Regions from separate parts of the Mus musculus genome. Here region 2 is linked to region 1. A link is a contact called in public promoter capture Hi-C data. All regions are on one chromosome and are shown on one strand. Each heading gives the region's core, a stretch centred on a gene start, on an enhancer-like site or on the middle of the called end of the contact. The rest is flanking DNA. Distances are from core to core; before and after follow the strand shown.

Region 1 (4,895 bases), core at 740-3,239:
CAGGCGCAAGTCAAAGGAGGAAGATGAGTGGGGGAGGGGAGGAGTGGGCAGGCAGGGGTTAGAGATTAGCTATTAGCCATTCAGGATCACTAGATTTCCCCCACCAAAGAAAGAACAGCTCACTGTGGCTGGCTTCGCCTGGAACGTGTTATATAGGCTTTCTGCAGCATGGCCAAGCAGCCAGATCTCCTGAGATCACACTACTTCAAAAAGACTGTTGTGTTGTGAGCTAGAACTTGCCACGGGCTGGGCTGCAGAGGCAGGTGGACTGAAGTCACCGAGGGTAGGGATGGATTTATGTCCAACTCTGAACAAAGGTTGTTCCATCTGTGCCTGCCCTGGTAGCAGCTCTCCCTAAACACGCCAATTAAGTCAAAAGGATCAGTGACCACAGTCTACCACATACGCCCTTCCAACAGGGCACAGGGCCATACTGCAGTCTAGTCTGGAAAAGAAGCAAACACTACCACTGCACAGCAGTGGGCCAGCACAGTAGTGGCTATCTGTGTGGTGACGTGGAGCAACAGAGAAACCAGGTCAGGTTTGTTTCTTTCCAGAAACTTCCACCTCTTAAGTCAGTGTACCATTTTGGGTCTCAGCTTCAAGAATCGGAAGAAATCCATTGCTCTTTCCCCTCCTGGACTCCAGACTTAGTGCCAGTGTTACTCCCAATCTATCTGTCCCACTTCTGTTCTGACCTAAAACTGCCAGGTTCTCATGGAGAGTGAGAAAGGCCTTCAAAGGCCTTCCTCCTCCACCCAAGGGAAATGCCTCGTTTTCACTGCTGGAACAAAACCGGAGGAGCTGACTCAGGCACAGCAAACCGCTCCAAGGTTTAAGCATTTTTGTTTTTTTTTCTGGTTTTTCGAGACAGGGTTTTTCTGTAGAGCCCTGGATGTCTTGGAACTCACTTTGTAGACCAGGCTGGCCTCAAACTCAGAAATCCGCCTGCCTCTGCCTCCTGAGTGTTGGGATTAAAGGCGTGCGCCATCACACCCGGCTCGGTTTAAGCATTTCTAACAGTTCCCACCCCCTATCCATTATTAGTTGAGCTCCCAAATCACACAAGGATGAGCCTGTGAACCGACAAATTTGTTTACCCTTCTACTGTCCAGTCCCCTGCCTGTGACTGGACCAGAAAGACCAGTCTCAGGCGTGGCATCGCCAGTGCCTGGCAGAGTAGTAAAACAGGCAGTACTCACTGGGCTCAAAACTGCCAAGACCTCCACACCAATCTCAAAATGCCTCGCTGCCACCTACTGATCATTTAAATAAGACTGACAAACACTGAGCCCACCACTCCCGGAAGAGTTGTGATAGATGCATGTGAACTGCAGGATGCTATGGACACCTGGGCGTTGAAACTAATGGTCGGTCCACTCTTCCTTTCCAGATGCTGTCAGGGAGATGGGTTTAAGAGACTATGGCAACCAGGCATGACAACGCACATATTTAATCTCAGCTCGCAGGAGGCAATGGATCTCGGAGTTCGAGGCCTGATCTACAGAGAGTTTCAGAACAGCTAGGGCTACACAGAGAATCTGTCGCGAAAACCAAACCAAACCAAACAAAATCCCAGAGAGCGAGCGAGAGAGCTAGACAGACAGACACTATGGCAGGCAGCCACCATGGCCTGAGGGATGGTAATCGGGTCACCTGGTCAATGGGTCACAGGCCGTGGCGGGGATGCGGGTCCCAGAAGGCTGCAGGGTCTGGATCACTGCCCCAGATCCAGGATTCCTTTAACTTTGAGATACCTTCCTGCAGGTAGTGGGGCTGGGGTGACAGCCTCCATGAGTATTCATAGGCCCTAAGGAGCCTTCACGTGCAAAGGGCCGGCCAGCACCTAACCGCCTGCCCACAGGTCTAGCTTGCGGTGGTGTGTTCCCGACTCTGCGAATCTATCCGCAGCGTCCCAAGCCTTTTGCGTTACCTCTTGCGTCAGATCGGTGGCGGCGAGGGTGCCACCTCCCTAGGGCTGGCGAAGAAGGCGGGGCGGAGCTGTCGGTTGCTAAGGGAAACAGGACGAGCGGCAGGCGGAAGCCACATCTACGAGACGAGACGACGGCCGGAAGTCCCGCCCCAACATGGCCGCGCCCAGAGGTCTCAGGGGAAGCCAGCCAAGTACTGCGTCATGTGACGCGAGCCCTCGCCCCACCCGTCTGCAGCCACTCCCTGTCTCCGGACCCAGAGCTCGAGAGGGCCACGTGACCCTCCCGGGGCCAGTCACGTGAGGCGCGGATCCTGGGTGGGAGGGGGGTTGGCCTAGGTGGTCCGGAGCGGCAGCAAAGGAGGAAGATGGCGGGGTGCAGGGGGTCCGTGTGCTGCTGCTGCCGGTGGTGTTGCTGCTGCGGTGAACGGGAGAGCCGCACCCCCGAGGAGCTGGTGAGCGGCTGCCTGGCTGGGGAAGGGGTGGCTACGGAGGGATGACAGGATGACAAGAGGCGTTGCCGGGGGTGGGGCCGCGCCGGACCGCGCCTGCAGGTGGCAGCGGGTGGGGCCCGGAGACCGCTGCCTGGGCTCGGGAAGCATCCAGCTTACCTCCGCGTGCCCCAGCCAGAGTTCTGTTCTATAACCTCTCTCTGGACTCCGAGGGAGGGCCTCGGCCAGCTTGAATTAATGCCGTCCATATTCTCTTTGAGTTTTGAACGAAGCAAGCATTGTAGAATGAGCCCTTGCGCGGGACGTGACGCCCATGCCGTTGGTGTAGTTTCTCTGGCCTGTTCTTATTCTCTACCCTTCACTCTTTCTGGGTCACTGGTGATCCAGCTTCCCCGTGCAAAGCAAGCTGGGAAAACTTGAGTTGTGTTCTCAGAATTGATTCATTCCCCCCGATTCCGTAGTCAGTCTATTGTCAAATGAAACACGAATTTTCTCCTCCAACGAAGCTGCCATCAGACATCTTTCAGGTGTCCTGAAGGTGAGCATTACGATTTAAAGAATTCGCCGATCAATAGAAATGTAGAGCTCATGGTTTTGAAACATTGTTCCTCTTTGAAGATGGCTCTAGCTAATTTCGATTTTAATAATACTACCCTCCTTGTACCCTTAACCCATTAAAAGATCTCCATTCTGTGAATCTGTTTTTCTAGACCATCCTTGGGGAGACACAGGAAGAAGAGGATGAGATTCTTCCAAGGAAAGACTATGAGGTGAGGTGTTCCAGATGCTGTCCTGGGTAACTGGTGTAGTGAGAGGACTGAGTGCTTCAGGCCTCCAACCAGAGATGCTCTTTGACCCTCTGCCTCAGGGAATGGGGGAGATGACTGCCTAGCAAGTCCTTAACCTGGTCCCACAGTCTGGTGGTGATGCATTCCAGTTCTGCCTGGATATAGAGCGTGTTTGCCATTAAACCTTCCAGGGACCCAGGGTCGAAGCTCTTCCCTGTGAGTGCTCAAAACAGTCTCTCTCGTGAGCTGTGAGGAGACCTTGCCTCTCTCTCTTCTGCCCTATTCTGGATTATAGTTTCCAGTTTCAGATATGAAACTTTGAAGAGTGTGGGGCCACATGTTGTGGTTCCTTTTAGTTTGCCACTGGACTTGGGAGGCTGAGATGGGAAGAGCTCTTCTGGAGACTCACAAAGGCTGCTCCATCAATCCTATCCCAACCTCTTATTTTTTGAAAAAGATTTATTTATTTAATTAATGTATATGAGTATACTGTAGCTGTCTTCGGACACGGATTCCTATTACAGATGGTCATAAGCCACCATGTGGTTGCTGGGAGTTGAACTCAGGACCTCTGCAAGAGCAGTCAGTGCTCTTAACTGCTGAGCCATCTCTCCAGCCTCCCTATCCAACATTTTTGTTTCCCTATCCAACCTTTTGAGTAACTCTGTCACACCCATTTGTAGCTCGCTTGCCTTAGGCTGATAGAATGTTCATGTGAATTTTTTTTTTTTTTTAGATTTATTTATTTATTATATGTAAGTACACTGTAGCTGTCTTCAGACACTCCAGAAGAGGGCATCAGATTTCGTTACAGATGGTTGTGAGCCACCATGTGGTTGCTGGGATTTGAACTAGGGACCTTCAGAAGAGCAGTCGGCGCTCTTAACCACTGAGCCATCTCGACAGCCCCTCATGTGAATTTTTTTATGGATTAGTGATTTTACACTCAAATCTTTAATGTTTCCCATTTAGCCATCTCCACATACAAGTTTGTGGGAAGCTGTTTGTTTTATGCTGTTTTGTTTATTTATTTATTTTTTCTTTTTGAGACAGGGTTTCTCTGTGTATCCCTGGCTGTTCTGGAATTCACTCTGTAGACCAGGCTGGCCTCAAACTCAGAAATCCACCTGCCTCTGCCTCCCAAGAGCTAGGATTAAAAGTGTGTGCCACCACGCCCCAACTGTTTTATGTTCATAAGAGCAAATTCATTCAGACACTAATCAGGGAAGTCTGCTCAGCGTACATCTAAGGGCCAGCCCTCTGAGCAGCTTTTTGTATTTATTTGGGATGGGGGGGAGGGGGATGACATTTTTCTTTTTTAATTTTAAAACTTATTGTTAGGGGCTGGAAAGATGGCTCAGTTGTTAAAAGCACTGATTGCTTTTCCCGGGGTCCTGGGTTCAATTCCATCTGTATTCGATTTTAGGATATTCAGTGTCCCTTTCTGGCCTTTGTGGGAAATAGTTATGCATGTGGTACACATATATACATGCAGGCAAAACACTTGTGCATATAAAAATAAAATCTGTTGGGTTTTTTTGTTTGTTTGTTTGTTTTTGTTTTTCAAGACAGGGTTTCTCTGTATAGCCTTGGCTATCCTGGAACTCACTCTTTAGACCAGGCTGGCCTTGAACTCAGAAATCTGCCTGCCTCTGCCTCCCGAGTGCTTGGGATTAAAGGCCTGTGCCACCACGCCCGGCTAAAATCTGTTGTTATTGTTAAGGG
Region 2 (4,895 bases), core at 779-3,278, 49 kb before region 1:
ACCAGCCTGTCGACTGGCCTTTGATTCCCAGGACCCATGTAAGACATCAGATGTGGTAGTGTGCATCTGTAATCCCAGCACTCCTACAGAAACTGGGAGATGGAGATTGGAGGATCACTCAGATTCTAACCTGGTGTGTTCAAAATGGTAGAAACAAGAAGAGACCTTCGCTCAAAAACAAGGTAGAAAAGTGAAGATCAACTCAAGGAAGTTGGTCCTCTTCCACATAGGGGCATGGAATGTATGCCTACATATCAACATACAAACTAAAGAAACATGATTAAGAAATAAACATCACAGGATATATTGCCATACAGGTATGGAAACAACTTGCTACTGTATATAATTTTTATAACAGTTAAATAAACTTATGCAATAAACCATAATTAGACCCAGGTAAAGGCACATGCCTGCTATCCCAGCCCTTGGGAGGATAGAACAGGAAACTCTCAAGTTCAAGGCCAGCCTGGACATCACAGAAATACTCTGCCTAGAAACAAAATCAGAATAGCTGTCCATTACAATGGCAGACTTGTAGTTCGCCTTCCTTGGGGACTGAGGGTTGTGCCTTCAAATGGGCTATTAAATTAGGTCTGCCCCGCCCCAACTTCTCTCATCTTCCCAGAAGAAAAGTCCTATCTGGGGATCTGTGACCTAGATGTCATCTTGTGTCCACTCAGGGGGTCTCATGGGTTCCCATATGGCTTCTATTCTTCTGGAGTCACACCCACCAGCCCAGGCTGGGCAGCTCCCGCCTCCTGAGAGCTCTCAGCATGTCTGAAGGCTCAGCAGGGGAGACTTCCTGTTAATTGTCCTGACTGAATGTCTTCCAACTTTTGCTATGTTGGGCAAGTGGACTCCAAGTGGCTGGCTCCTCATATATTGGTGGTACTAGAGCTTGTGTGCATCAGCCACTGACACCCGGCACAGCTCTGATCATTTGGAACTTTACCTAGGCTATGCTGGTACTGTAAACAGATGCTGGTAAACAGATGCTATAACACTGAGCCCTGACCCCCTCATTTTTGGACAAAGTCTCACTGTTGCCCAGGTTGGCTTTAAACTGCTGGGCTCTAGAGTCCTCCAGCCTCTCCTTCCCTTGTGGTGGGGGCTATTCAGCCATCAGCTGGAAAGCCCCTTTCTTGACTTCAGGTCCTGTCTCCCTTTCCTTACCCTGGCTTCAGAACCCAGGATGGAAGGAGAACCATCCACACTCTCGCCTCCCCACTCATGTTGTGGCATGCATCCACCCACCCCACTAAGTAGATCAATAAGACATAAACACGGTCTTACTTTATAAGCCAGGCAGGCTTTGATATCATTATATCTTTGCCTCGACTTCCCCTTCCTTCCTTTCTTTTTAATGTATTCTATGAAATTCTCTTGAAATCCAATAAGCTTGGAAGGAAAATTTAATACAGTAAGAACAGAGCTTCGATTTTTTTTTCAGATTTATTTATTTTTGTCTTGTGTATACGAATGTCTCACCTGCCTGTGTGTGTATATGCACTTGTGTCTGGAGCCTGCGGAGGACAAAAGAGGGTGGTTGTATCACAAGTACATGATTGTGAGCCGGCATGTGGGTTCTGGGAACCCAAGCCTAGAAAAAGTAGTAACATGTGCTCTTAATCACGGAATCCTCTCCAACCCTCACTTTTTATCTTTATGGACATGAATTCATTCACTGATCCTCACAAAGATGATGAGGTAGGCACTGTTCTAATTCTTGTGCAAGGGAAGTAAGAGAGGAGAGAGGATGTTCTGGGCAGACACCAACTGTTACCACACCCGCAGTTTCTGCCCGCTTGCCCCAGGCTCCTCTGGCTGTAGGTCGTCCCACCACCTCACCTCGATCCCACTTAGGCAGCCCGTTGAGCCCCTAGGCTGCAGAAATCCCGACCTCCTGGCTTGAAGCACAGGAGCTGGTAGAGGCCTAGGCAGTAGTAGTAGCAGGAGCCTGAGCCTAGCAGCAAGAGCAGCTGCCTGACGCCGTCTCCTAGCAACCGGCTGCAGTCACGTGGCCGCGCGAGTTGGCCTCCCGCCGTTGGAACTGGCGCAACGCGACGGGCGGGGCCAGGAAGTTTGTTCCCGAGTTCGGAGCCCAGGAGTCCCCGCGGCCGTCGCTCAGGTGCCCTCCGCCGGGTCGGGATGGAGCTGCCTGCCGTGAACTTGAAGGTGGCCGCGCGGCCGGGGCGGGCGGGGGTCCAGGAACCTGGGGAACGGAGTCGGAGCAGAAGGGAAGGTCCAGAGCCCCGGGGAGGAGGCGGCGGACACGGAGAGGGACACCTGGGGACAGAGACGGACAGGGCCGCCCCTCCCGGACAGACCCAGGCTGGCACGGGCACCGGACCGCCCGGGCCTGCGCTCCTGGTGTCCCCCACAGCAGGACAGGGACATCTATCCTTCTGAGAGGTCAGTGCAGTTCGGGGGGGGGGGTCTGTCTGAGTGCTGGCTCAAGTTAGGAGAAATCCGCTGTCCCCAAACAATTGCTTCTCCCTAATTTCCACATGCAGCGTCCTTATTTCATAATTAAGAAGCAGGAACTTAAGAGGTTTCCTAAAATCAAAAACCCCAGAGGCTACTTTGAGCTCCGGGCAGCGGGGCTGCGTAGGATGTCTTCATTTCCTAAGTTCTTTTTCTCTCTCAGCCCTCCTCATTTGCAACAGAGGTGCTGGCCACTTAGCTTCGGCCAGAACCGTGTGGACCTGGAAGTAAACCGGCCATCTTGGGCCTTTGGTGCCAGCTCCGTGAAACCCTAAGACTCCCAGGTGTTAAGCCATTTAGCACCCTTTGGTGTCTGAGAGGAAAGGGCCGGAAGATAGAGGTGCTTTGGAGCAGTTGTGTGATTTCATATGGGCTGGGCTGTGACTTGCTCTGGCCGGTTTCCCATTCCTAAACTGCTGGCTAGCAGCAGGAGGGAGATTGGAGCAAAGGAATGGGCTTGAGCGATCCATTATCTAGGGACAGAATTACAGGCAGGACTTGGAGGCAGTCTGGAGGTCAGGCTCTGCCTTATTCTGCTGGAATAATTACGAGGACAGCACAAGTCTCAATGGTAGAACATTTGAGTAGCCCACCCCAGGCCTGGGGTTCCATCCCAGGACCACACACTAACAAATAATAATAAAACGCAGGAACAGGTGAGAAAAATGTGATGTTTATGGGCTGATATGTTTTATTCATTTGAGTCAGGGTCTCGTGTACTAACTTACTGTGTAGCCTTGAACTTACTGTGTACCTGAGGATTGCCACAAACTTCTGATCCTCCTGCCTCCACCTCTCCAGTGCCAGGATTACACAGTAGTGGCGATGAAACCCAGGGCTTCCTGCAGGATAAGGAAACACTCCACCAACCGAGCCGTATCCCCAACCTGTGTTGCTTGTTTTTCTTAGTCTCCGTCCTCCGCTGAAAAAGCTGAAGCTGTACTCTGTCGTTTTTGTTTAGAGTTGGGGGACTTGCTATCTAGCTCTGGCTGGCCTGGAACTCACTATAGAAATCAGGCTGTCTTTGAATTGACAAGAGATCTGCTTGCTTTTGCCTCCTGAGTGCTAGGATTAAAGGTGTGCACCACCATACCTGACCTAGAGAAGCCGTGTTCTTTTATCGGGGTGCAAACTTCAGCTTAGATCATACGAGGAAATTGTCCGAGTCTCCCAAGAAATAAGTGGTACAGTCAGGATTCGAACCCCCAAAGACTCAGCTCCAGTGGTTTGCATTTCCTGGTATTGTTGCTTTGGGCTAACTTTGGTTTTGATGGCCTACATCGTCTTTTAGAACCTGATAGGTACAGTGTATCCATCACAAATGTAAGATAGCAGGCTTTCCAGCCCAGCATACAAACACTAGGCCCTCCACTGAGATCATGTGTGCTTTGCAGGCTTTGAAGGGCAGTGCCCAGGCTAGGGGTTGTGAAGTAACACCCAGTCACTTTTGGGCTTCGCATCAAGGACAAAGTCGTACCATGTGTCTCAGGATTGGGGACACACTGAATCATTCACAATCTGAAATTCAGAATGAGGCTGGGTGTTGTGTTATTTTGTCTGCAAGATCTGGTGTCCCTATGGGAGGCAGCTGGGACACCATTGGCTGCCCCTTTCAGTCCACCCTCTCTGTCTTTTAAAAAGACACCAGCTCTTCTCAGCACTTGGCCCAGGCTCTGTGAAAGAAGTCGGGTCCCTAACTGGGCTTCTTGCTTGTCTTAAGCAGGAGCTAAACTGAAGCAGCTCAGGTTGGACTAGACTTGTGAAGCCCTGGGAGGAGCAGTGGGGGGGGGGGGGCAGCGATGCGGCCTGCTGTGTTTGAGTGTTTGACACACTTCTACCACAGAGTCCCTGCTGCGCTGAAGAGCAGGTGGCCGTTGTATGTATGGAGACTTGCCCAAGTTTATGTGTTAAGATCTGTTCCATGGTCTGACTCCAAAGTCTGCCAGAGGACCTGCCTCTCCTCCTGGGTAGCCCTTGAATTTAGCTGTCCTGGGGGCATCCTACTGCCTTGTCTAATAGGCCGCCAAATGTTTGCACAGGACACACGGGGATGTTTTAAGTTGAGGTCTGGGACATCCCCAGCCCCTCCTCCTTTGGGAGTGGTAAACAAAGGCTTGTTTTGTTTTCCTGTGGTAGGGTACCACAGGCCAGGCAAGTTTTCTACCACGGAACCACAGTCCATAGCCCCAAACAAAGGTTAATTAATCCTCTTGGCCCCTAGACTTCTGCTGACCCACCCTTTTCTAAGTTAAACTTCCCTTCCCTCTGCCCTGCCTTTGACCTTGGAGATCCTGACAGTGGAGAGAATGCTGGCTTCGGGGCGAGGTTTTAAGGCCAGGCTCTGACAGAGTTATCTGTGTGACACTGAGGAGGTTACTTGACCTCTCTGCACATCAGTTTGTTCACTGTAA

Evidence for each region. Capture Hi-C pulls out chosen DNA fragments and counts their contacts.
Region 2: a promoter capture Hi-C map of adipose tissue shows a contact between it and region 1. The contact joins the promoter of Agtrap here to the promoter of Mthfr in region 1. A contact is called at or near these places in 2 of 39 promoter capture datasets (the 3T3-L1 cell line and the HPC-7 cell line), 2 of 15 datasets of contacts at CTCF or cohesin (the NIH/3T3 cell line and pro-B cells), 39 of 484 Hi-C or Micro-C datasets (CD4 T cells, CD8 T cells, CD8 central memory T cells and 23 more), 16 of 115 datasets of contacts at active chromatin or transcription factors (CD8 T cells, the SCID.adh cell line, embryonic stem cells and 7 more) and 3 of 9 other capture datasets (adipose tissue, liver and pancreatic islet).

What each region holds. Positions count from the first base shown.
Region 1 is chr4:148,036,171-148,041,065 of GRCm38.p6, reverse strand. Mthfr (methylenetetrahydrofolate reductase) reads right to left here and starts at 1,989. Exons shown (of 12, transcript NM_010840.3): 1 at 1,934-1,989. Clcn6 (chloride channel, voltage-sensitive 6) reads left to right here and starts at 2,253. Exons shown (of 23, transcript NM_011929.3): 1 at 2,253-2,385; 2 at 3,093-3,152. The coding sequence starts at 2,299. RefSeq lists promoters at 1-128, 1-1,648, 1,901-2,090, 1,901-2,539.
Region 2 is chr4:148,085,197-148,090,091 of GRCm38.p6, reverse strand. Agtrap (angiotensin II, type I receptor-associated protein) reads left to right here and starts at 2,028. Exons shown (of 5, transcript NM_009642.5): 1 at 2,028-2,175. The coding sequence starts at 2,149.